Regions from separate parts of the Sus scrofa genome. Here all the other regions are linked to region 3. The links are chromatin contacts, called in public HiChIP or PLAC-seq and promoter capture Hi-C maps. All regions are on one chromosome and are shown on one strand. Each heading gives the region's core, a stretch centred on a gene start, on an enhancer-like site or on the middle of the called end of the contact. The rest is flanking DNA. Distances are from core to core; before and after follow the strand shown.

Region 1 (6,225 bases), core at 2,705-5,204, 510 kb after region 3:
TTTCTTAACAAACCCATTAAATAAAAACTAATGCTACCAAAGGACACCTTGTGTATTTCATAAAATCCAGAAAAAAAGTCCTTTATATGAGATTTTATTTCCTTCCTCAGAAGCTTTCAATTAAGAATATATATATATACACACATATATACAACTGATTCACTTTGCTGTAGACCTGAAACTAATGCAACATTGTAAGTCAACTATACTCCAACAAAATGTTTTATCTATTTATTTTTATTTATTTTATTTTTATCTTTTTTTTTTTTTCTGGGCCTCACCCTCAGCATATTGAAGTTCCCAGGCTAGGGGTCAAATTGGAGTTGCAGCTGCCAGCCTACCCACAGCCACAGCAATGCCAAATCTTCAACCCACTGAGCAAGGACAGGGTTGGATCCACATCCTCGTGGATTCTACTTGGATTCTTAACCAGCTGACCCATAACAGGAACTCCCAAAAAAAAAAAAAATTTTTTTTTTTTAGGGCCACACACGCAGCTCATGGAGGTTCCCAGGCTAGGGGTGGAAATTAGAGCTGCAGCTGCTAGCCTACGCCACAGCCACAGCCACGCCAGACTTGAGCTGCTTCTGCGACCTACAACCACAGCTCCTGGCAACGATGGATCCTTAACCCTCTGAATGAGGCCAGGGATTGAACCTGTGTCCTCATGGATACTAGCCAGATTCGTTTCCGCTGAACCATGGCGGGAACTCCAAAGTTTATCTTTAAAAGAAGGTGAAGAGTATTTTATGTAGTTAACTTTATTTATTTATTTATTTTGTCTTTTTGTCTTTTTAGGGCGGCACCCGCGCACCTGGAGGTTCCCAGGCTAGGGGTCTAATCAGAGCTGTAGATGCCAGCCTACGCCAGAGCCACAGCAACACCAGATCTGAGCCGGTTCTTCGACCTACACCACAGCTGACGGCAACACTGTATCCTTAACCCACTGAAGGAGGCCAGGGATCGAACCTGCTACCTCATGGTTCCTGATCAGATTCGTTAACCACTGCGCCACGACAGGAACTCCTGTAGTTAACTATTTTTAAAAATACACTGAGGAGTTCCCGTTGTGGCTCAGTGGTTAACGAATCCGACTAGGAACCATGAGGTTGCGGGTTCGATCCCTGCCCTTGCTTAGTGGGTTAACAATCTGGCGTTGCCATGAGCTGGCAAAAAGACAAAAAAAAAAAAAAAAAAAAAAGAAATGAAACCAATTTATTTATTTGTCTTTTGTGGACTGCACAAGCAGCACATGGAGGTTCGCAGGCTAGGGGTGGAATCAGAGCTACAGCTGCCAGCCTGTGCCACAGCCACGCAGGATCTGAACTGCATGTACAATGCTGTATCCTTAACCCACTGAGCCAGGCCAGGGATCAAACCCATGTCCTCATGGATACTAGCTGGGTTTGTTAGCCACTAAACCACAATGGGAATTCCAGAGACCACTTTAGTCAGAATGAACCAATAATTAATATTTACTCAATACAAGTCTGAATGAAATGTTAACACTAACAAATACTTACTTTGGTCAGACTACAAGAGGATTCTGTATCATCCTGTTGGGTAATGATTGTCCCACTAATTACCAGATTCAATGTCAGGGACAATATGAGTAAGTACACCAATTTTGCTGCTGTTTCATTTGGTTTGGGTTACAGCGAACTTTCACTTACTGCCTCACTTAAAGAATAAATCAACTTAAGGCATTTACGGCAACTGACTCATGATGTTAGTGGCTTACACATAAGCCTCAGAAAAATTAGTTGAGGGGAACCAGATTAGCTAGGGAAGTAACATCTAGGAACAGAATGCAAAAGTAATTTATCAACTACACTGAAAAATATTCAGGCCACTTTAAACCAGTTCCAACACAGGTCAAGAGGACTGGCAAACCTCCACCCCTAGGGAGAATCTGTGATAGACCTACACATGTGCAGACCCCCCCAAATTAGTCTACATAATACTGCCTGAGGCAGCCTGTCCACATTAATCCCTGCTTAGATATTTAAAGCATTCATTTCTTATCAAGACAACTGGTTTCCACCGGAGTTCCAAGAGCTTAAAGTAAACTCTAGAAGTTCTCCACACACCAGATCAACAATTTTGCTATACCTAGCAGATAAATTCTGAACTCATGTAGGCCTTAAACTTTTAATCTTGGAAGTTTTAAACAAATGGTACTCCACATGTGCAGACTCCAAATGTTCCCCTCTCTGCTACACATCCCCACTACTACTGAAAACATCTTCCTGTTGCCTCTAATGTAATAAATACAAAAGAGCACAGATTGCTCCATAAGTTTTGAAGTAAGACAGAGAACATTCAACTCCAGACTCTTGCCAACTCCTACAACTCCTAGCCTCTCAACTTTCTCCTCTTTAGGTGAATAATTTCACCTTGCTGGACAAGTTAGTGACTGGAGAACTGATAATAGAGGTAAAAGCCCAGCCCAGCCATGGAAAGCCCTCAATAAATGGTATATATTATCATCACGAGCGTCAAAATTTAATACAAAGAAGCGTGACTACAGAAATGACAAAAAGTCTTCCCTATAAAAGGACACTATTCTAGCCTAAGATAGGGAAACAGGCCTGATGTGTAGCTGGTGCATAAAAGGTGTCAGAGAATCTCCTAAGTCCTTAGTTCAACTGGTTTCTAAGTTAATTTAATTCTCATTATCTCCACCCTTATAGGTAAAGAAATAGAGACACTCACTCAAGGTCTGGCAAACCTAAGACGACTGAGTCCAAAGCCTGCGCTCTTAACCGTTACTCCATAGTAAACGAAGCCATTCAAAGACAAGTCCTCTTCATCTGGGGAGATCCGGAACCAGGTAATTCAATAGGAGATTTGAGTTGACATATCCTTTGGCCCCACCCTCCCCTGTTTAAACTTGAACACTACCCAATGCTAATAACATTGAAGGGTAGATCAATTTAGTGGTTTTAGATGCGTGCACTGACAAACCAGGTTTTAGATGCGTCAGACAAACCAGGTCTTCAGGCCTGCTGCTAAGCACCTACTAGCTGGGTAACCTTACCTTTTATGAACCTCAGTTTCCTCGTCCGCAAAATGTGGTTAAGAATAGTACCCACTTCCCCGAGCGGTTTCGAGCATTAATGCAAAGATTTACGTAAACCACGCAGCACAGTACTCATTAAATGTTAACTAGAAGCAATGGAAGCCACGGAAAAGAAGGAAAAAACAAGAACGAGAGTAGAAAGCGGAGCCCTGTCCCTGGGTGACCCAGGAGACATTCGAGAGAGAATCCTCCCCAGTATTTAGGGGCAGTTGCCCCCCCGCCCACCGCCGTGGGAGCCCGCCCTTACCGCTCTTGGGTTTAGACTCGCCGGCCGGCCCCGCCGAGGCGGAGCGGGGCGGCTGTTGCCCTTTGCTGCTGCCCGAAGAGGTGGAGGAGCTGCTGGAGCCGCTGTTCTTGTCCATGTCGGAGGCGGTGGCGGCGGCGTTGGGGGAGCTCTGCGGCATCAACAGGGGCCTTGGCGGCGGCGGCGGTCGGAGCGAAGCGGGCGCGGCGGAGACCCAGGCTCATGGCGTTCAGGGCCGGCGGGGGTCGGCGGCGGCAGCGGTTCTCGGCCTTCATGGCGACATTTTTCCCTGTTTCCTTCCTTGGCTTCTCAAACTGGAAGGAGAAGCGGCGGGCGGGGCTGTTGAGCCCGGCGGCGGCGGTGACTGAGAAGGAGGAGGAGGCCGGGGCTCGGAGGTCCGGGCCGGGCCTGGCGGGGCGGAGGCTGCAGGGGAAGGGGAGGCGAGGGAAGGTGCGCGAGCCCCGCCGGCCGGCCGGACACGCTCTCCCGCCGCGAGGCAGGGGAGAGGGCTGGCTGTCTTGGTGCCGGGGACAGGTGTCTCCGACACAGCGATCGACACTCGCCTCTGGGCCGAGGCCGAGCTGCTCCGGGAATGGCGACGAGTCGCCAAACAGCATCTCGAAGAACCCGGATGGAGTGTATATATAGTGGCTCTGTGGGAGTGAGGCATACTGGGAAATGTAGTTTTCTTCCTACATCCGGGTACAGTGTCTTTTTTTGTTGTTTGTTCCTTTTTTCTCAGCAAAATGTGAGCGGTCTTAAAGAATGATGGGACTTGCAGTCCAGGTTTTAGTCTTAGTACACTAATATGCATAACAATAATATACACTAAAAATTCATCCAAACATTGAATACCTGTGGAACTCCTTTATTGAATAATTGTTAATTCATAGTTCTTATTCTAGATTTAATATCAATTTATTTATGGCTTATTCAATCTCCTGATAATGATAATAGTGACAATAATGACAATACATTACATTTAATATCACTCCACAGCACTTCCTCATACAATTACTTAATTTCATTGTTGTCTTTTATTAATATAAATCATTGTTAATATTTCACTTTATTGGTAATAACTGGTAATAATTATAGATATACTTGAGTGCTTACCATTAGCAGACACTGCTCTGTGCAGTTTATTTATCCTCACATTAACAACAAAAAAATTTTCTTTAGCCACACCTGGGGCATGCGGAAGTTCCTGGGGCCAGGGGTCAACCCCCCAAATAAGCAGTTCTCCATTTTACAGATATGGACACTTGAAGCTTAGAAAATCACATATTTATTTTAGAAATCATTTTATGTATTTTAGATACCCGTCTGTACTTTGAAAACAACCGTGGTAGCTTGAAAGTCAAAGGATCAAAGAAACACACCGTAAAAAAGATGTACAAATATTCTCATAAGTATAACAATAAATAAGGCTAACCTTAGCCAGTTAGAAACATATTATATGCCAGACACTGTGCTGAGAACAAGGAATTCCAAAATACATTAATGGAAGACTGTGGGAGTTCCCGCTGTGGCTCAGTGAAAGGAACCTGACGAGTATCCATGAGGATGCAGGTTGGATCTCTGGCCTGGATCAGTAGGTTAAGATTCTGGGGTGGCCGTGAGCTGTGGTGTAGGTCACAGACCCAGCTGGGATCCCACATTGCTGTGACAGTGGGTAGGCCGGCAGCTGCAGCTCAGATTGGACCCCTAGTCTGGGAACTTCCATATGCATGTGCAGCACTGGAAAAAAAAAAAAAAATCTACTCACTTATGATGGAGCAAGATAATGTGAGAAAAAAGAATGTATATAGGTATGTGTAACTTGGTCACCTTGCTGAACGGTAGAAAACTGACAGAACACTGTAAACCAGCTATAATGGAAAAAATAAAAATCATTATTAAAAAAACAAAACAAAACTGTGTCTGATCCCTCGCCCAGGACCTCCATAAGCTGAAGGGCAGCAAAAAAAGAGAGAGAAAGAACACTTTTTTTTTTTTTTTTTTGCTTTTTAGGACCGTATCAGTGGCATATGGAAGTTCCCAGGCTAGGGGTCGAAATGGAGCTGTAGCTGCCAGCCTACCCACAGCCACTGTCACTAGGGATCCCAGCTGTGTCTGTGACCTGCATAGAAACTCACGGCACCAACTCCATCCGGATCCTTAACCCACTGAGCAAGGCTAGGAATTGAACCTGCATCCTCTTGGATACTAGTCAGGTTTGTTTCTGCTGAGCCACAATGGGAACTCCCCCTTCTATTACTTTTAAAAATAAAAGAAAGGGGAAAGAGAGAAATCTCAGTGCAGTTCTTCCAAACGCAAGCAGCAGGTGTCCATCTGTCAGGCTTCATTAAACCAAGTAGAGATTTTTCATTTTCGAAATGGTCCCTTAGGGTCCTTAGCGCTTTTTCCTTGTGAAACATTTACAGAAAACATACATTTAAAGAGAATTAAAGCAGAAAAGTACAGGAATCCAAGTAAAACACCACCTCCATCCTCTTTTGGGAAAGATGGTCTACATTACCCTTTCCATATAAGAGAAAAAGAAAATGTAGGGTTGAAGTAAAACATTCATGCTAGGCCAGTTAGAGCTAGAAATGTAGTTTTGTGATAGCAGGAGAGGGAACCTGCCTGGCGTTTGGTTGTGACTTAGACTATATACCAGAGCTTTCCTTCCCATTTAATGAACTTCATATGTTCGTAAAATTCAAAGACCAAAGAACAGTCTTTCCTGTGTATTATTCAGAGTAGTCTAGCATATATTTCTCAAGATTGGACTGCAAATCCCTCACACAGAAATCATCAGAGAAATTTGGTCAAACAGACTCCCACTATCCATACCAGATTTACGGATTCAAAATCTCTGGTATTTTGGACCCAGGTATTGGCACTTTAAAGATCA
Region 2 (6,922 bases), core at 3,812-6,311, 590 kb after region 3:
GAGACTAATGGCAGGAGTTCTCTACCGTCACCACCAAGGTCACCTGATATCTCTCCGAATGACAAAGTTAAATATTTTTTGCTGCGCTTTACTTTTTACGGAGCCCATTAACATTCTTTGGTTTATGCGCAACCTAAACTTGCAAAGTGGGCATAGTTACTTGCATTGTAGGCGTGGAACACTCGCAACCAGAAATAGGAAGTGATTAGTCTGGGATCAAGTTTCCTGAACTGTGTATTTTCCATAGTTGCTGCGGATCGAGACCGAGTGTTAGCCTTCTGGCCTGTTAAGATATTATGGAGAGTCTGTTTCGTTGTTATTACCCCTCCATTGGTCTGTTTTATCTCTCTAGCTAGCAAATTTTTATTCCAGCTCAAAGAATGTGAAACTGCTTTGAATTGTAACAACAGCCCTGGGCAAGGCACTCACAGTTAGTTTAAAAACTTAAGCAATTAATTCCATGTGGAGTTGCTTTCTCCCACTTAGGAAAGTGAGGCTTGCTCAGTTACTTAAGTCCTGGAACTGATTTAACTTGTATCTGTCACAAGAGTGGTGATACTGTTTAAAATTCCACTTCTGAATTTTGATGACACAACTCTTTCCAGTCTCTCTCATCTTACACTTAATCTCACTTATGTTCAAAAGTATGGGGTTTGTTTGGTCCAGTCAGATTGACTTTGTACCATCATATTGATAAAACTTGGTCCTCAGGCTTCATGTAGATCTTTAGCATTTGTTTTCTCCCATCAGAAAGCAATAAAGGAGAAGGAAATTCCCATTGAAGGACTGGAGTTCATGGGCCATGGCAAAGAAAAGCCTGAAAGCTCTTCTTGACCTTGACAGTCACCTTGAAAATGGACTCCTCAAATCGGGAAATTGAAGACCCTGGATTGTGTCAATTAAAGTGATGAAGATAGCGGATCTATTTGATGAGTTTAGGAGGGAGGAGTTTCCTTCCTGATATTTTTCTTTCACTTGTAAAAGATGATGAGCCATCACTCTGCTTAGATTTCTGGCTTTGGCATCTCACCAGGAACTCGTGTGCTAAATGATGGGATTATTTGGGATTATGGTTGCAATACCTGTCTGGGATCAGTTTTAAATATATCTCGTATGTAAATGTAGTTAAGATTGTCGAGATGATCATGGTTTCCTGACCTCTTGAGTTATGCTGCAAAGAACTTTATATATGTACACCGTACTGGGGTAATTTTTCATGGAAGCAACTTGTTATAATCTCCTTTCTCTCAGGGAGCTGATGCTCTGGAAAGGGTTCCCAGGAGTTTTATTTTTGGTATAATAATTTAACTGAAGATTGCTGGTGGGCTGGGTTATCAAAGAAGAAGCCAGCTTTTAACAGTCCCCTGCCTTAATAAGAGGTGTCAGATCTCCTGTTAAGATGTGAAAGCTTCAGAATGCTGCTGTGAACACCATTTCAGAGCCCATGGTATGGTTCAGGAATTAAGATCCTTGGAGAAGCTATGGAGGGAGATCCTAAATCACAAAGCTTTGCTGTTGACAGCTTTCAACTTAAATCTGTAAATCTGTGTATTAAGTCAACCTGTGTATCAAAAATGCCAAAATGCTGCATCTGGTTAAGTGGAGGAAGAAAAGTTTGCTTTATCTGCCTTGTTTACTCACCCTGCCCTGTAATGCCTGTAATCATGAAGATGGAATAAATTGTAATATTCGTTTCTACCATCATTTGCCCCTGGAACTCAGTGCACCTTACGGAACATCTATGGCTCTGTAACTGCACATATTTCATACATACACTGGGAGGGGGGAGGAGCTTATATGTTTTATAACTTAAAAGTGAAGATTTATCTAAGCTAGGTAGGTAGTACGGTATAGCAACTGGAAACCTCACTGATATACTACAGTATCTCCTTAAAATGTTTACGTAATTGCACCTAAAAAAAACTGTCAGGTTCAGTTTTTTTACATGTGCCCAGGTAGTATGAAACCTGATTTACAGAAGGCCTAGATTCTATTATCCCCTTTCCACTTTACCAATTAATAACTTCATATTTAATGTGACCAGGTCCTTAATGTCATTGCAATACACTCTGCATTTACATTCTGAGGTTAAGGTCCATTATATGGAAGATACTTGGAACTCCTCTGAGGGAGGCCAGGCAGCAAGATGAAGTCCTGAACTAAGCCTGGCTACAAGCCAGTCAAAACTTTGTAGCCTCTTGAATCTTATAAAACTGTTTTGAAAGTAAAACAAATTTTACTGTAACTGCCACTGAGGGATAAAATTTTCCTGATTGTTCCTCATACTATTTTGACTTTACCCTACCCATAAAGTGACTCCAACTATTTCAGCTACTTCTAAAATTTTGAAGAGGAAATCCTAATTGCTCTTTTCAGGTGATTTTATAACTATTACTATTGTTTCTTCTAATTCTTATGGCTACAGTAAGGTTTTAATTACAGAAACAAACAAAGCCAGTACTATATGCAGAAATGCGTCATACTGCCTTTATTTCTCCAAAAGTTTCTGACCCTTCCAGCCTTCAGGATGCTAAGAGATAACCTAAGATGAGAGCCTGACACTTTTTGGAGAAAACTATGTGCCTTTAGGGATTATTCCTTAGCAAATGCTGGTGTCTCTGCCACCCAAAGTCTGCCAGGACCCCAATTTGGCCTTTAATTAGCTCCACATGTGGTCTCTGCTTTACCCACCGTAGGCAGAAGAAACCAAAGACTGACTTGTTACAAACATTGTTATTCAAAAGTCTGAACTGGACCTGACTAAAGAGTAGCCACAGACCTTCACTGAAAAAACAGAGATAACATTACTGCTAATTTCTGAGGGAAAAACACCACCAAAGAATGCAACTCTCAGCTCATGACTTAGGTTATTTATTTAAGCCATCTCTTGCCATAAGCAAAGGTGTGGAAGATCAGTATAATGGTCATCACTGGATACAAGGTAAGCCTAAGGTCCCATATACTTTTCTGGTTCATGGGTGCAGAGTAATGGTCCAAACCAGTGCTGTGGTCCCCACTGGGTAGTGGTCCAGGTTCTCTTTATTCATCTTCATAGCCAGTTGGAAGTGGGTTCACATGAGGGTTATGGAATAGGGTATGGTTACCGTCTCCCCAGGGAAAGGGCTGTGGAGTGAAGACGTCAATTAGGCAATTCCAGAAAAGTTTAGAACCAGCACTGCCATGAACTACTTAAAATAAGGAAAGCAACAGATAATACACAAAAACAAAATGGAAATTAGTTCTTTAACTACTGGCATAGTTCAGTCCTCCAGTAACTTAAGGGAGCTCTTATAAATTCCAGGGAGCCCACAAAATAGTAGGGAAAAGCAAGCTCAAGTTCACTACTCATAAGCCTCTGATAACTGTACATCAGCGCTGTGTTTCTGAAAATGCAATCATTCCATCACCTGTATCAGAATGGTAGAGGTGGGTATAGGGGAGGAGATGTTCACTTGAATGAGGATTTCTGGACTTGAAACCAATCTCTGGATTGGAAACTGCAAACTACCCTGTTATTTTGCATGCTACTTTTGAAAAGCATTGCTCTAGGGCAGAGGTTTCCAATCTGGAATGATTTTGCCCCTCTGGAGACACAGGCCAGTATCTCCGGGAGACTGGAGGTGGTGGGGGATACCATTGGCACCTAGTGGATGGAGATCAAGGATGCTGTTAAACATCCTGTAACTCACAGCAGAGCCCCTTGCCCCCAAAAGAATTATCTGGTACCAAATGTCAATAACACTGAGGTTAAGAAACCTTGCTGTATGGCTTCTAAGTCTATTGTACAAGAGTGGGAGTGGTGCTCAAAGACAGTGCTCTTGTTAAAAATACAGCAAGTAATGTAAAATACATTATTACACCTACATTGACAGCCAAAAGATGAAACAGTTGGGATGATAACTAGCGTAAAGGAGAGGAACAGAAGCTCAGTCTCTTCCTTATACAGCTAGTAAATGTCAGATGCCCAGGTCTTAGAGAAATGAACCCGGGGAGTTCCCGTTGTGGCGCAGTGGTTAACGAATCCGACTAGGAACCATGAGGTTGCGGGTTCGATCCCTGCCCTTGCTCAGTGGGTCAAGGTTCAGGCGTTGCCGTGAGCTGTGGTGTAGGTCGCAGACGCGGCTCGGATCCTGCGTTGCTGTGGCTCTGGCGTAGGCTGGCGGCTACACCTCCGATTAGACCCCTAGCCCGGGAACCTCCATATGCCGCAGGAGCGGTTCAAGAGATGGCAAAAAGACAAACAAAACAAAACAAAACAAAAAAAAGAAATGAACCCCCTTCTGACGTTGCCAGTCTAAGGGAGTTTCCCAAACCTCCAAGTTTTGCACAACGGACAGTTGTTTCAGAACAGTATCAGAAGGCAAAGGGTGGGATGACTCGGAAAAAGGAAAACCGAAGGGCATCTACCGTATGACCTTGAAGAAAACTGAGCCGTGAACCCCCGCCCCCCCAGTCTCAAGTTATCCTTCTGTAAAACTGGAGAAAATTCTGTTTGAAAAAAATAATAATAAACGACAATGTGTTTGAGAGGATTAAATGAGAAACTCTACACGCCCAACACCCACGCTTTTAGAGAATGAAGAACTAGGCCTAAGGGCTTTGGAATAAGAGGTGAAGAGACTGCAAGGGGTACCTTGGACCTGATGCGAAGATGGGGGTAGGGGACGAACTCGGGTCTCTCCTCCTCTGCGTGGTGCGACTTCAGGAAGACGTTCAGCATGCTCACTCCCACCCCGGGGAGTGCCACGAAATAGGTGAGGGTCTTCCACATGCGAGCTGCAAAGGGGGCACGACCACTCAGGCCTGGAGGGGACCCGCCCTGAGTCTCACCTCCCTCCCTCAAGGCCTCAAGCCAAGGTCATAGACCCGCCGCTCTTCGCTCGAGTGGGGCTGAGGCCCGCTCCGCGACCCCAGTACCAGTACCTGAGCCCTCCTCGCCATGGGCACTACTCGACATAGGCCGCCTCAGCTGCAGCTGGGAACGACGTAGCAGCCCAGACACCCTGGACCCAGCAGCTGCCGCCATTTTCGACCTAGATCACTTCGGCGCCGGAAGCGGAAGCAGAAAGAAGGGCTGGGGGGCGGGACCACAACCTCAAAAGGAAGTTCCTATTGGGCGGTGCCTAGTCCCAAAGAGCCTGCGCACTGTCCTCCGAGCCCAGAGTCCTTGTCCGAAAGCAGCCAGCCGCGGGGTTCGAGGGAGCATGTAGTCTGTACTCCTGAGAGTATCTGGTTTCTCCCCACCATCAGCACACGGGTGAGGTCAAGAGCAAAAGAAAGCTTTGCTGGGCACACTCTGGCATCCTAGATCGCTCCCTTCAATGAAATCCGTGCACAGTAACTGGAGATTCCTAGCACAAATCACCCTATCTAAAATGCCATTTCCAGAATTCCCTCTGTGGAACAATGGGATCAGCGGCGTCTTGGGAGCGCTGGGAGACAGGTTCGATCCCTGGCAGAGCATTGTGGGTTAAGGATCCGGCGTTGCCACAGCTGCGGCTTAGGTCACAGCTGCCGCTCGGATCTGATCTCTGGCCTGGGAACTCCAAATGCCACGGAGCAGCCAAAAAAAACCAATTCCATTTCCCCTCCTCCCCATCCTCTCTGACTCTGCCCTGTTTTTTTCGGGGCACTTGGACAAAATAATTGTCATATCTTTATTTTGTCGGCATCACAGATTTTATATTCTATTAGGGAGGACAAAGATTTTGCCGTTGCAGCATTCGCAGACTCAGGAATCCTGTCTAGCCAGTAGCATGTGCTCAACACAAGTTTGTTGAATGAATGAATGAGTGTGTGAATGAACAAATAGCAACGGGAAGAAAAAATTGTCATCTGTTATAGCTGATCTCTACAATTCTTTCCCACTCTTTTTTCTTCCTTCTACTCATTTAAAAGCAGTTTTACAAATAAAGATTTTAAATAGATACATAAGATAAAGTGAAGATCATCTTTTTCTTTGTTTGTTTGCTTGCTTTTTAGGGCCGAAACCGCAGTATATGGAGGTTCCCAGGCTAGGGGTCAAATCAGAGCTACAACTGCCAGCCTACACCACAGCCACAGCAATGCAGGATCTGAGTCTCGGCTGCGACCTGCACCGCAGCTCACATTGACGCCCGATCCTTAACCAACTGAGTGAGGCCAGGGGTGGAACCCTCCATCTCATGGTTACTAGTTGGATTTGTTTCTGCTGTGCCACAACGGGAACTCTGAAGGTAAACTTTTTGACCACAGGCTCTTTTAAGATTATGATGAAAGCTATGAATCCTTTTCCTTCTAAGAACACAGAGTTTAAGCACACAGTGTTGGGAGAAGAAGGCACTAGAAAGTACATCCACGGCCCCTCTAAGAGTCCTGTGCCCCAGATTAAGAATCCCTATATAGAGTATTAGACAGGGACTCTGGCACTGGAAGACTGGGTTCACGTTTTGTTTCTTTCCCTTACAGCCTGTATGACCTTGAGCAAGTTAGATAAAATGAATGCTTTGAGGTTCTCCGGTTTCACAAAAACAAAAATTGGGATCATATTACTAAAGCTTCACAATCTGGTCTTTCATTCTCTGAGTAGCCTGGGTTTTTGCATGTTATGGTGTAATTAGAATAGTCAAATCCCTAGGCATCCTCGAACACAGCCAAAGAGGCTGTGAGGCCCCACAATGTAGCTATGGAAATGGTCCAAGCTCGAGGATCAGGAAATCCTGAGTCCAAATCTGGTCTGCCCCCAGTTGTTCCTCCTCTCTTAATGGGAATATAGTATGCACTTATTCATCCCTTTATCCAACAAATAATAATTTATTAAGAATATCTCCACCTGGAGAAGTTACTCAACCGCTATCCATAATAATAATGATGGTTCATTTAATAAATATTAATGATGGTGGCTACTGTGTGCCAGGTGTATACAGTAGTATCCAAGAACTAG
Region 3 (6,449 bases), core at 857-3,356:
AAGAGTAATTATGTGTGCATTTTCTGGCAAGAAGGCCTTAGCATTCATCAGAATCTCAAAGGGGTCCCTAACCCTAAAGGTAACTTTCATAGGGCTTTGCAGAAAAGACAGCACAAATTCCTGGCTGCTCAAGTTCAGAACATTTCAAGGTAGCCTAATTATATTCAAAACAGGAAGGAAGTGACTCAAGTCTCTGTAGATTAGGCATATGAGACAACAACTAAAATGAAACAATGGAAGAGAAAATGTTCTGAAATGCACAAAATGCTGCAGAGGTGCAAGATAGTGTTTAGTGTAGCAAGGGAGCTGCAGTTTTTCCTTTGCCTCATACCACCCACTGAGAAGCACAGAAAATGCATTTCAAGAGGAAGTTTGAATCTAGACTCATAAGAATCAAACATCACAGAAGGTTCAACCGAAAAGAGGCAAGAAAATAAGGAAGTGGAACAAATAACATTTTTAGAGAATACGATGGAGTTTGTATAACACATTAACTTGGTTTCTAAAACACCTCTTTTTAAACTCCTCCACCCGTCTCCCTATCTTCAAAGGAAACCGGTAACCCCACTTACATTATAGAGGCCATGAAATAACCACATAAGGTTTGAATTATCATAGTACTATTTAAAAATCAGTCTCCACTTCCATCTGACAAGACAAAGTTTGGAACAGTCGCAAAAACACTGGTGCGCAATGGTTTCATTAAGATTGTTTACTGGATGCTGTGGTGCCATTTTACCTTTTGAATTACTTCAAATTCAAAGCAGAAAAATACAAGCACTGAGAACAGTACAGAGACCTGTCAACTCAGTTCCAACTGCTAAGACGAAAACTACACATGGGAGGTTTAGTTTTGGCCTTTCAGTGCTGCCATATGCCTATATTGCCTAAATGCCCAAATGGGTCTACTTGTCAGTGATGTGGTGTGTGTTGGTTTTGTAAGCTGTAATTAATGCATGATTTAGAAATTCAACTATAGTTTTAAGGGACTGTAAAGGTTCTGTACACAATAGGGGAAAAAAATTTAAATGAGATGATGCTAAGAATATTCACTGAATCTTCCCTACCGCTAAGCACCATACTCCCCATTATCCCCATCGGAAAAATGAGGAAATGAAGACTCGGCCAAATGAAGTCACCAGCCCAAGGTCACCCAGAGGGAACATCTAGTTTGAACTCAGACGGTTCAGATCTCAGAACCTGAGCCAAGCATTGCCTCCCAAGTGCAGGTGGCGTTTGCAAGACCCCGACATCCTGGAGACTCTCTGCCGTGGAGCGGGAGTCGGGATGCCAGAAATGGCGAAATCGTCCATGGGGGTCCTCTGGCGAGTCTCAGTGGAGGGAAGGGGTGAGCGTCGCCCACTACCAGCAGGGCGCCTCCGGGGACGGGGGTCTTGGGTGACTGTGGGAAGGGGGTGGTGACACCTGCAGTCTCTGGGGGCCGCAGCCGGGAAGACGCTCGCATTTTACTTCTGTAATTGGCCTTCCTGTGGATTGCCCAAGCCCCTTCCTGTTAGGAAAGCGGCTCCGACCCCACCGCCTCCCCGGACGGCCTGGGACAGAGTGAACGAAAGGGAAAGGAGGGGCGGGAGGGCGGCGGCCCCCTGCCCGCCCGGCTCTGACAGGCCAGGGGCAGGTTCTGCCCCAAGACCGCCCCCCTTCCTCCTCGTCGTGACCCCAGGCATGGGATGCAGAGGTCGACTGCCGGGACCCGCCCGGCTCGAGGGGCGGCCCCGGGGCAGGGGTCCTGGCCAGGAGAGCTGAGGGGAGCGGGCCCGGCTGATGAGACTCACCTGGCCCGCTGCAGTCAGCGCACACTTCGCTGCTCCGGAGCCGCTTCGACATGGCTCCCGCCTCCCACCTGCCGGGAACCTGGGGCCCCGAGACAGCGAAGGCGGCGGCGGCGGCGGCGGCGGCGGAGGCGCTTCCGCTCTAACGGGTCCCAGCGGCGGCGCTGGCGGCAGCGCCTCTCCCTGAGCGCCTCGCAGCCGCGGCCCAGCACGCACGCGCGGGGAGGCACCCTTTGGCAATAGGCAGATCATGTGACCGGAAAGGGCACGCTGCCCTGTCGCCATATTGAGTGAGGGCAAGGATCTTCCGTCCTGCTTCCAAATTTTCTGTAATTTGTCTCCCTCTCCAGAAGAAATTCGCTTCTTCCCAGCACTGATTAATACCAAATCTAGTAACCAGAAGTCTGCAGCTGCAACCTGCCTGAGGTAATCAGTAGTCAAGTCATTTCGCATAACTTTGGCCAAGTTCATTTATATATTCTTTCCTTTATTCAGCAAATTACACACAGTGTTCCAAGCAGTGAAGAAAGAGTAGTGAGCCAAGAGGACAAAATTTCCTGTCTTTATGGAGCTAACATTCAATTGTGCTAGATCTACAATAAGTAAAATAAGGGTATATTATGTGTTTCCTTATGCTGCAGTTTTAATATAATCTGCTAGAGGAAGATAATGTGTATCTACCGCTAGCCTACAATTTTCTTTTGTATGGCTTGCACCTAAAAATGATTTTCATAGTTTTATTTTTTTGTTTTTGTTGTGTTTTGGCATGTGGAAGTTTCAGGGCCGGGATGGAACTGGAGCCATAGCAATAATCGAGCCACAGCAGTGACAACTGAGTCCTTAATTGCTCGGCCATCAACTCTTAATTTTTACTTGTTTTGTTGTTTTTTAGGCCATATGGAGGTTCCCAGGTTAGGGGTAAATTGGAGCTACAGCTGTCAGCCTACACCACAGCCATAGCAATGCGGGATCCCAGCTGCACCTGTGACCTACCCACTAGCCCACAGCAACACCAGATCCCGGACCCACTAAGCGAGGCCAGAGATCAGACCTGCATCCTCAGGTTTACTGGTTGGATTCCTTTCCACTGCACGACACAGGGAACTCCTAATTTTTACATTTTTGAAGGATTGTAAAGAGGAAGGAGAAGAGGGAAAGGATGAATATTTAACAAAACTCATATATGAAACGTATAGCTAAATATTTACTGTCTGGCTAAGAACAAATGGAATAATTCACAGAAGAGTGTGGTATGCTTGCCTCAGAGTGAACCCTCATTAATAGTAGCCTCTTGAAGTTCCCGTCGTGGCGCAATGGTTAACGAATCCGACTAGGAACCATGAGGTTGCAGGTTCAGTCCCTGCCCTTGCTCAGTGGGTTCACGATCCGGCGTTGCTGTGAGCTGTGGTGTAGGTTGCAGACTCGGCTCGGATCCCACGTTGCTGTGGCTCTGGCGTAGGCCGGTGGCGCAGCTCCAACTAGACCCCTAGCGTGGGAACCTCCATATGCTGCGGGAGCGGCCCAAGAAATAGCAAAAAGCAAAAAAAAAGTAGCCTCTGTTATTATTGGAATTTGATATTACTATTATTTCTTAATCACAATTTTGAGGATAACGATAGATAACCTAATATACAGGATGGTATGAGATAAACGCAATGAAGTGAGTTTAATCAGTGTGATAGAGAGCAGAGGTGTGACCCTAATGCTAATGAATATTTTGTGTATTATATGTAAACCCAACTATGATCTCCATTCAGCAAATGTTCGATGCCTATCATGGGCCAGGTATTTGTTTTGCTTTGTTTTTTTTAATTTATTTTTATTTATTTATTTTTGCCTTTTTGCCTTTTTCTAGGGCCCCACCCACAGCATATGGAGGTTCCCAAGCTAGGGGTCTAATCAGAGCTGTAGCTGCCAGCCTACACAGCACCTCGGGATCTGAGCCGAGTCTGTGACCTACACCGCAGCTCAAGGCAATGCCAGGTCTTTTTTTTTTTTTTTTTTTTTTTTTTTTGTCTTTTTGTGTTTTCTAGGGCCGCTCCTGTGGCATTTGGAGCTTCCCAGGCTAGGAGTCTAATCGGAGACGTAGCCGCCAGCCTATACCAGAGCTATAGCAACACGGGATCCAAGCTGGGTCTGCGACCTACACCACAGCTCACAGCAACGCTGGATCCTTAACCCACTGAGCAAGGCCAGGGATCAAACCCACAACCTCATGGTTCCTAGTCGGATTCGTTAACCACTGAGCCACATGGGGAACTCCCGGGCCAGGTATTATTTTGACTTTAGGTACTCTGGTGAACAGCCATTGTGAAGTTCTCCAACTAATGAATTAAGAGAGATTAGATAAGCATGAGACAATGAAGAGAAAGATTAAATTGCATAAATCTTCTTAAAGGTTAGGAAGTCCTGAAGGAGATGTCAAAAGCATGGGTCTTTGTTTCATTTCTCCATTTTTATAAATGAGTGGTGTGTGCATTAACATATATTTCCCACACATTCCATAGCTAAAGCCTCTGGATGCCATCCTGATGCTTCTACATCCTGTTTTGCTTCATGTATTCTCAAATCTTCTGGACTCAACACCTGTGGAGAATGGATTAAGCCTGAATTCTTGAACAGCTGTTGTTGTAGGCATCTGAAAAGCTGGCTATTCACAAGCAGGGAAGGCAGAGGATGCTTTCAGAATGCATTAAATAACTTTGCCTAGCTATATGATCTAGTAGACAGCTGTGCAGAAAGTTCAGGCTGGTGAGCAGATGTAAGTTTACTTGGTTCTTCATTGAATCAAGGAGCTACGGAAGTTCCCATCATGGCACAGTGGAAATGAATCTGATCAGGAACCATGAGGTTGTGGGTTTGATCCCTGGCCTCGCCCAGTGGGTTAAGGATCTGGCATTGCCGTGAGCTGTGGTGTAAGTCGAAGATGCGGCTTAGATCCTGTATTGCTGTGGCTGTGGTGTAGGCCTGCAGCTGTAGCTCTGATTTGACCCCTGGCCTGGGAACTTACATTTGCCATGGGTACGGCCCTAAAAAAAAAAGAGAGGCAAGACTATACAATGAAGAAAAGATAGTCTCTTCAATAAATGATGCTAGGAGGAATTCCCACTGTGTTGCAGTGGGCTAAAGATCTGGCATTGTCACTGCAGTGGCTTGGGTCTCTTCTTGGTGCAAGTTCGATCCCTGGCTCAGGAGCTTCCACATGCTGAGGGAGCAGCCGGAAAAAAAAAAAAAAAAAAAAAAAAAAAAAAAAAAAAGAGTGGTGCTAGGAAAACTGGACAGCTACATGTAAAATAATAAAATTAGAACATTCTCTAACGCCATCTACAAAAATAAACTGGGAATTACCTTGTGGTACAGCGGAGTAAGTATCTGGCATTGTCACTGCAGCAGCTCCAGTTGCTGCTGTGGTGTGAGTTTGATCCCTGGTCAGGGAACTTCCACATGCTGTGGGCATGGCAAACACACCCACACACACACAAAAAACGCAAAATGGATTAAAGACCTAAATGTAAGATGTAAGACAAGATAGTATGAAACTCCTAGAGGAAAAATAGACAGGACACTCCGACATAAATTGCAGCAACATTTTTTTGGATCTGTCTCCTAAAGGAAATGAAAGCAAAAATGAACAAATGGGACCTACTTAAACTGAAAAGCTTTTGCACAGTAAAGGAAACAATCAACAGAATGAAAAGACAATCTATTGAACAGGACACATATTTGCAAAAGATATGACTGATAGGGAATTAATATTCAACATGTATAAACATCTCATACAACTGAACATCAAAAAGACCAAACTGATTAAAAAATGGGCAGAACTGAATAGACATTTTTCTAAAGAGGAAATGCAGATGGCCAACAGGCACATGAAAAGATGCTTAGCTTTGTTAATCATCAGGGAAATGCATATCAAAACCATAATGAGATATCACCTCCCACCTGGCAAAATGATTCTCATCAAAAAGAACACAAATAACAAATGGTGAGCATGTGGAGAAGAGGGAACCCTGTACACTGTTGGTGGGAATGTAAATTAGTGTAGCCCCTGTAGAAAACAGTACAGAGCTTTCTCAAAAACTAAAAATAGAACCACCAGGAGTTCCCATCATGGATCAGCAGAAACGAATCTGACTAGTACCCATGAGGACACAGGTTTCATCCCTGGCCTCCTTCAGTTTGTTAAGGATCTGGCGTTGCTGTGGCCGTGGTGTAGGTCACAGAGCAGCTCAGATCTTGCATTACTGTGGCTGTGGTGTAGGCCAGCAGCTGCAGCTCCAATTCAACCCCTAGCCTGGGAACTTCCATATGCTGGGCATGCGGCCCTAAAAAGCAAAACAAACAAACAAAACCCCCAAAACAAAAATAAAACTATCATATGACCAAAAACACTTATTTGAAAAGATGCATGCACCTCAATGTTTATGGCTGCATTACTTACTATTGCTGCGATATGGCAGCACAACCTAAGTGTCTATCAACAGATGAATGGACAAAGATGTCACACACACACACACACACAATGGAATACTACTCAATCATACAAAAGAATAAAATTTTGCTATTCGCAGCAACCTAGATGGACGTGGAGGGCATTATGCTAAGTGAGATAAATCAGAGGCAAACACTCTAATATCACATATGTGGGAGTTCCCA
Region 4 (7,188 bases), core at 1,367-3,866, 710 kb after region 3:
AATATTGGAGTTCCTGTTGTGGCTTAGCAGTAATAAATTTGACTAGCATCCATGAGGACACAGGTTCAATCCCTGGCCTCGCTCAGTGGGTTAAGCATCCCGCAAGGCGGTGAGCTGTGGTGTAGGTCGTAGACGTGGCTTGGATCTGGCATTACTGTGACTGTGGCATAGGCCAGCAGCTGCAGCTCTGATTCATCCCTGGCCTAGGAACTTCCATATGCTGCTGGTGTAGACCTAAAATTAAAAAAAAAAAAAAACCCCAAATATTTCACAACTGGCCCTCACTGATACAAAGCTATTTCAATTCACCTTCCTGGGTCCTATGAAGTCCAACCTGAAACAACAAACTTACCTCTTTATATCTTTTTTTTTTTTTTTTTTTTTTTGTCCCTGCCTATAGCATGTGGAAGTTTCCTGGCCAGGGATCAAACCCATGCCACAGAATCCACCCAAGCCGCTGCAGTGCCAATGCTGGATCCTTAACCCACTGAGCCACAAGAGAACTCTTACATTTTTATTATCTTTTTAGTAATTTCTTCTGGTCAAGAATTTCTTTCTCTTTTTTGCTTTTTAGGGCTGCACCCATGGCATATGGAGGTTCCCAGGCTAGGGGTCAAATCAGAGCTACAGCTGCTGGCCTACGCCACAGCCACAGCAACGCAGGATCTGAGCCTTGTCTGTGACCTACAACACAGCTCATGGCAACACCAGATCCTTAACCCACTGATTGAGGCCAGGGATCGAACCTGTAACCTCATGGCTCCTAGTTGGACTTGTTTCCACTTTGCCACAATGGGAACTCCAAGAATTTCTAATACCTACAAAATAAAACTTTGTCCCCCATACTAGATCATTTCACGACACTCAAGCCAATTTTATCTTCCTACTGTCTTAAGAACCTACAGCCAGAGCTCATCTATGCAGTAGCCATCAGATGGAAATTAACTATGGCTGGCAAATCTGCCAAGGCTTTCTGCATCCAAGGGAAACTGTATATCTTGGTTTCCTAAAAAAAAGAGGGGGGGCTCTAAAAAATAAAGTCTACTTTAAAAAAGAGAAAGGTCAGAGTTCCCACCATGGTGCCATGGGTTAAGAATCCAACTGCAGTGACTCGGATCACTGCAGAGGTGTCGGTTCGATTGCCAGCCCAGTGCAGTGGGTTAAAGGATCCAGCATTGCTGCAGCTGTGCATGGATCACAGCTGTGGCTGGGACTCAGTCCCTGGCCTGGGAACTTCCATATGCCTTGAGTGTGGCCATAACATTTTCTAAAAATTAAAAATAAATAGAAAATAGGAGAAAGGTAAAGTAAAAAACTGATAAAACAGGAATTCCTATTGTGGCTCATCAGTAACGAATCTGACTAGTATTCATGAGGACATAGGTTCGATCCCTGGCCTTGCTTAGTGGGTTAAGTATATGGCATTGCTGTGGCTGTGGCATAGACCTGACAGCTACAGCTCCAATTCGACCCCTAGCCTGGGAACATCCATATGCCGCACGTATGGCCCTAAAAAGCGAAAAAAAATTGATAAAGCACAATTCTAGCATAACATTAGGCCTATTCTGTCTCTCCTAGTAACACCTGGCTGGTCAGCAATGAATTTCTTATAAACTTCAAAAGGTTAATGGCCTACCCCAGTATCTTTTAAGACCGTCAATAGCTCGGTGTTAATCCACTTGTGACATCTAAAGATGCCTCTATCAGAGGAATACATTTATATTTTTAGTTAATAACACCCCTTGGGGGAACTGTGTGTCCCATAAACCTACTTCCCATTTTATTTTATTTTTTTATTTTTTTGTCTTTTTGTCCTTTTAGGACCGCACCTGCAGCATATGGAGCTTCCCAGGCTAGGGGTCTAATCAGAGCTACGGCCGCCGGCCTACACCACAGCCACAGCAACGCCAGATCAGAGCTGTGTCTGCAACCTACACCACAGCTCATGGCAACACCGGATCCTTAACCCACTAAGCTAGGCCAAGGATCAAACCCACAACCTCATGGTTCCTAGTCGGATTCGTTAACCACTGAGCCACGATGGGAACTCCTGCTTTGCCTTTTTGTCTTTCTTTCTTTCTTTCTTTTTTTCTTTTTCTTTTTGCCATGCCTGCAGCATGTGGAAGTTCCTGCACCACAGCAGCAACCTGAGCCACTGCAGTGACAAGGCTGGATCCTTAACCTGCTGTGCCACAAGGGAATATCTACTCCACCTTTTCTAGTTGTGAAAACAAGGCTTTGACATATTGCATGGTCAAATGCAGAAATTCTCTAGTGACGTGTACCCCATATGTAAACATTATTTCATGCTGAGCTTTCCAAATCTGGGATCAGGACTCTGATTTCTCCTTGACACACCACAGCAACACGTGAACAGCTAGACAAATACATAATCTGGATTCCTGAGACCAAAGGGCTTGGGAAATCCCTTTGAAAACGCTCTGTTGGAACAGCTGCTGTCTCCCAGTTCCCACCAAAGGGCAAAGAAGAGAAATGGTATCCCTTACGAGAAATCCACAATTTTTAGAAACCTGCAGCCTGAACAGAACACACTTACCTTTCACAGTTTAAGGGACACTCCACACCCGGCAGTGGGACTGACTGACTATATTTGCATTTTGGGAAATGTAGTGCATGAAGCCGAAATGATGCAAAAAAAACTACAAGTCCCACAATTCTATGGGCTTCCCATTTGAGGGCCCCATATTGTCCCATAGCGCCTCTGTCGGCCCATTCTGGTCAGAGGTTTCCAACCTTCGTTTGCAAAGTGTGCTTTTCCAAAGCCAACAAGCCTATCATCTGTTTGAGAAGTGGTTAAGAGCTTGGACGCTACTGTCCTGGGTGCAATGTAGTACATCCAAATAGCAATAACTTAGGAATTCATTTTCTCTTAAGCTAGAAGCTTTAATACTGGATCTAGATTTTTTTTTTTTTTTCTTTTCAGGGCCGCTGGGAAGTCATCCATGGAGGATGAAGTTACCCAAGACAGCTGGTGAATCACAATTTCCCTTGATAGATTCTGACAGGGTGTATTGAGCCACCAATCAAGACTTTCTTGGAGTTTCCATGGCTCAGCAGTTAACAAACCTGGCCAGCATCCGTGTGTGAGGACACAGGTTTGATCCCTGTCCTCGTTCCGTGGGCTAGGGATCCAGTGTTGCTGTGAGCTGTGGTGTAGGTCACAGATGCAGCTCGGATCCCATGTTGCTGGGGCTGTGATATAGGCCGGTGGTTACAGCTCCAACTGGACCCCTAGCCTGGGAACCTCCATATGCCTGTGGGTTTAGCCCTACAAAGACAGAAAGCCAAAAAAAAAACACATTCTCAAGGGCTGAGAAATTCTTTGGATGATCCTAGTTTTTTTATTTCTCATGACTCGACCACACCACAAATTAGTGACAAAGTTCTTGATTGGATCAAAGTAAATTACTCTAAATTAATCAAATTGCTAGTATTCCCCCCCCACCCTGGCAGTTATGGATGTGAAAAAAAATTAATTACCCATCAGCATCAAACAGACCTTTTATGTCATGTTTTTTTCCTTTTTAGTCCCACACCTGTGGCATAAGGAAGTTCCTGGGCTAGGGCTTGAATTAGAGCTGCAGCTGCCAGCCTACACCACAGCTTGTGACAATGCTGGATCCTTAATCCATTGAGCAAGGCCAGGGACCAAACCTGCATCCTCATGGATACTAGTCAGGTTCTTAACCTGATGAACCACAATGGAAACTCCTTATGTCATTTTTTTACATCTAGTCAATGACTACATAAATGGTCATTAAGCAATACTTTGAATGTTTCATGTTTAAAATTTTCATAATAAAATGCTGGAGGAAATGTCATTTTCTTGGAGACTACTATTTGCATCTTATTTAGTAGCAAAAAACAAGTCTTTTGGAGAATATAGTTCAGAGCTGAACCAAGTCTAGGCACATGTTTCTAGTAGCTTTTGACTTGCCAAGGCAATGAGAGTGAAAGTAACTTCAAACTCATGAATTGTGGGCATTTCTGTGGAAATAGCCTCTTTCAGCCTCTCTCCTCTGAATTAAGGTGTCTACAGAAAACCCTTTGAGGTTAAACAGAGAATTACCACATGATCCAGATATTCTACTTCTAGGTAGATACACCCAAAAGAATTGAAAACAAGGACTCAGACTGATATCTCTGTGCTGCTGTTCATGGAAGTATTGTTACAGCCAAATCGTGGAAGCAATGTCCTGTCAATCAAAGAATAAATGGATAACAAAATTCCATACGATAGAATATCAGCCCTAAAAAGGAATGAAATTCTGAAATATACCACAACATGGATGGGCTTAAAAACATTCTATGAAATAAGCCATGCACAAAAGATTAAATAATTACGCGATTATTTTATCTGAGGTACTGAGAGACCAAATTCGTAGAAAGTGGAATAGAAGTTGCCAGGGCCCTGGGGAGGGAAGAATGGGGAGTTGGTGGTTTTTTGTTTTTGTTTTTTGTCTTTTTAGGGCCGCACTTCTGGCATGTGGAAGTTCCAGGGCTAGGGGTCCAATGGGAGCTGTAGCTGCTGGCCTACACCACAGCCACAGCAAGGCAGGAGCCAAGCTATGTCTGTAACCTACACCATAGTTCATAGCAATGCAGGATCTTTAACCCACTGAGCAGAGGCCAGGGATGGAACCCTCATCCTCATGGACCCTATTCTTGTTCCTTAACTGCTGAGCCACAAAGGGAACTCAGGGAGTTAGTATTGTTAAGGAGTACAGTTTCAGTTTGGGATGATGAAAAATTTCTGGAGATGTACAGTGGTAATGGTTGCAAACAGTGTAAATATATTATTCTGAACTGAACACTTAGGAATGGTTCAAATGGTTAATTTTACATTATGTATATTTTATCACAATTAAAACCAACCAAACAGGAGTTCCCGTCGTGGCTCTGCGGTTAACGAATCTGACTAGCTTCTATGAGGACTCAGGTTCGAGCCCTGGCCTCACTCAGTGGGTTAAGGATCCGGCGTGCCGTGAGCTGTGGTGTAGATTGCAGACTCGGCTCAGATCCTGGGTTGCTGCGGCTGTGTCATAGACTGGCAACTGTAGCTCCAGTTTGACGCCTAGCCTGAGAACTGCCATATGCCGAAGGTGCAGTCCTAAAAAAAGCAAACAAAAAAACCCCAACCAAACAAACAACCCCAAGTCTTTTGGAGAGGTTACACAGCGAATCAGGAGCCAAGTGAACAGCAACTGAGACATTTCTCATCGTCCTCATTCATTGTGTAAATTGTGTATTAGCATGTTCCCTCCCACAATGCTTTGCTTCATCGCCACTTAAAAAAAAAAAACTAAGTGAAATCAAGCAACTGAATATTAAGAAACAATATATAATTTCCGAAAGGGAGCTTTATATAGTTTTATAATTTCAGCCAATCAATAATTGAGGGTTTTTCCCGGAGACTAAAACTCACCTTTCTGTAATAGGAACCTTACTTATTGGGAGTGATGAGTAGTGGGCGGTACTCTTTAGCTTTGCGCAGTGGCAGTATCGTAGCCAATGAGGTTTATCCGAGGCGCGATTATTGCTAATTGAAAACTTTTCCCAATACCCCGCCGTGACGACTTGAAATATAGTCGGCATTGGCAATTTTTGACAGTCTCTGCGGAGACTGAATCATGTAAGTTGAAAAGAAAGCTTCGGCGGTCAGAGTGTCTTCGTGTTTATCTTCGTTTTGGAGTTCACCGTTTTGTTATTCAGGTGGCGAGGAAGTGTTTTGCACTTCCGGTTTTTAGCTTGATGGGGTGTTTTGTTTTGTTTTTTATTCTTTTATCTTGTTGGTGTGTCTGTTATCCAATTTCTCACACAGTTGTGTGTTGTTTGTATTGGTCACGTTCGCATTTGAGATCTTCTTTACTGAAGATGATCCCCTCCCCACGCTGGACACAGCCTCCCCACCACCCTATTCGGTTTACTCGTTTTCTCTGTCTTCCAGCCGCTGTTTCTTAGGAGTTCAAGTCGTAAGCAGATCGGCTCTATGGCGTCATGCTAATTTGCATGAAATCCCCCAGCATTCCCCGCAAATGAGCTCTCGTTTCTAAAATATGAATGTTCGGCAAGAGATGCTCCAACAAGAAGAAGCCCCCCATGCAGACGAGTCTTAGACATAACTGCTCTCAGAGAAACGCTTCATGTCCACGAACTCGCTGGCGATTGCTCACCGTCACTGAAAGGGTAGTTGTCATCCATGGGGATCAGGGTTCGTGCGATAGTCTGTCAGCTTTGCGCAGTGGCAGTATCGTAGCCAATGAGGTTTATCCGAGGCGCGATTATTGCTAATTGAAAACTTTTCCCAATACCCCGCCATGACGACTTGAAATATAGTCGGCATTGGCAATTTTTGACAGTCTCTACGGAGACTGAATAAAGGTGTTCTCAAAAAGAGATTAAAATGGCTTGTAAATATGTGGTTAAGGTGCTGTGGTACTGTTACAGACTGGGGAGGCTGTTTTTGTTTTTTTTCCCCCCCGGAATCGTTTAAGTTAAGATTGGGAGGGGTGTAGTGTAGTTCGGCTGCTGCGCGCTACGCGGAGTATACTTTTGGTTATAGCAGTGAAGGAGGGTCTGGTTTCCCCGAAGTAGACGACAATCAAAGAAAGTATTTCATCTTATTACTTTCTAAAATGATCAGAAGGGAGATGGACACAGGCTTGCTCAGGCTTCTCATTGCGGAATCCCGAACAAGAGCTGGACTTGGAACCATGTTTCTATTGGGGTGCTGGTTTTCACTCCATACTTCTAGCTTTGTCTTGTTAAGAAGGCTGGGCCTGTGGAATTCCCGGTGTGTTGCAGTGGAAACGAATCCTACTAGTAACCAAGATGTCTTGTGTTCGATCCATGGCCCTGCTTAGTGGGTTAATAAGGATCCCGCTTTGCCCTGAGTTGTGGTGTACTGGATAATTATAGATTATTACAGTGTTATGAAGAAAATAAACAAGATGTGATGAAGCCATCCAAGAGACTAGCCAAGTTCCAACAGCAACAACTATTGAGCACTTACTGTGTGCCTCACTGCATGAAAAGTGTTTAGCATGATTTATTTAATTTTCACAAGAAAACATTCTCCCCTTCTTTCTTTTTACAAACAGCTCTATTGAGGCATAATTTATGTTCAATATACTGCACATATTTAGAGCATACAACTTGATACATTTT

The links. Promoter capture Hi-C pulls out the DNA fragments that hold promoters and counts their contacts. HiChIP or PLAC-seq counts read pairs in DNA pulled down with a chosen protein or histone mark.
Region 1: a contact with region 3 is called in an H3K27ac HiChIP or PLAC-seq map of alveolar macrophages. The contact joins the promoter of RNF10 here to the promoter of ANKRD13A in region 3. A contact is called at or near these places in 1 of 5 promoter capture datasets (liver) and 1 of 2 datasets of contacts at active chromatin or transcription factors (alveolar macrophages).
Region 2: a promoter capture Hi-C map of liver shows a contact between it and region 3, with 2.1 times the contacts expected there. The contact joins the promoter of COX6A1 here to the promoter of ANKRD13A in region 3. A contact is called at or near these places in 1 of 5 promoter capture datasets (liver) and 1 of 47 Hi-C or Micro-C datasets (heart right ventricle).
Region 4: a contact with region 3 is called in an H3K27ac HiChIP or PLAC-seq map of alveolar macrophages. The contact joins the promoter of SIRT4 here to the promoter of ANKRD13A in region 3. A contact is called at or near these places in 2 of 2 datasets of contacts at active chromatin or transcription factors (alveolar macrophages and skeletal muscle).

The regions. Positions count from the first base shown.
Region 1 is chr14:40,478,968-40,485,192 of Sscrofa11.1, reverse strand. It overlaps RNF10 (RING finger protein 10), which reads right to left and starts at 3,954. Exons shown (of 17, transcript XM_013982944.2): 1 at 3,330-3,954. The coding sequence starts at 3,486. It overlaps COQ5 (2-methoxy-6-polyprenyl-1,4-benzoquinol methylase, mitochondrial), which reads left to right and starts at 4,607. Exons shown (of 7, transcript XM_003483435.4): 1 at 4,607-6,225.
Region 2 is chr14:40,406,739-40,413,660 of Sscrofa11.1, reverse strand. It overlaps COX6A1 (cytochrome c oxidase subunit VIa polypeptide 1), which reads right to left and starts at 5,061. Exons shown (of 3, transcript NM_001190221.1): 1 at 4,924-5,061; 2 at 4,634-4,776; 3 at 2,851-3,123. The coding sequence starts at 5,026. The coding sequence ends at 3,040. TRIAP1 (TP53-regulated inhibitor of apoptosis 1) reads left to right here. Exons shown (of 2, transcript XM_021072517.1): 2 at 751-1,704. The coding sequence ends at 834.
Region 3 is chr14:40,991,539-40,997,987 of Sscrofa11.1, reverse strand. ANKRD13A (ankyrin repeat domain-containing protein 13A) reads left to right here and starts at 2,106. Exons shown (of 15, transcript XM_021074290.1): 1 at 2,106-2,216. GIT2 (ARF GTPase-activating protein GIT2) reads right to left here and starts at 2,002. Exons shown (of 18, transcript XM_003483442.4): 1 at 1,794-2,002. The coding sequence starts at 1,845.
Region 4 is chr14:40,285,716-40,292,903 of Sscrofa11.1, reverse strand. SIRT4 (sirtuin 4) reads right to left here and starts at 2,616. Exons shown (of 5, transcript NM_001114270.2): 1 at 2,558-2,616. It overlaps LOC102165911 (a long non-coding RNA gene), which reads left to right. Exons shown (of 4, transcript XR_002338550.1): 3 at 2,945-2,992; 4 at 5,969-6,401.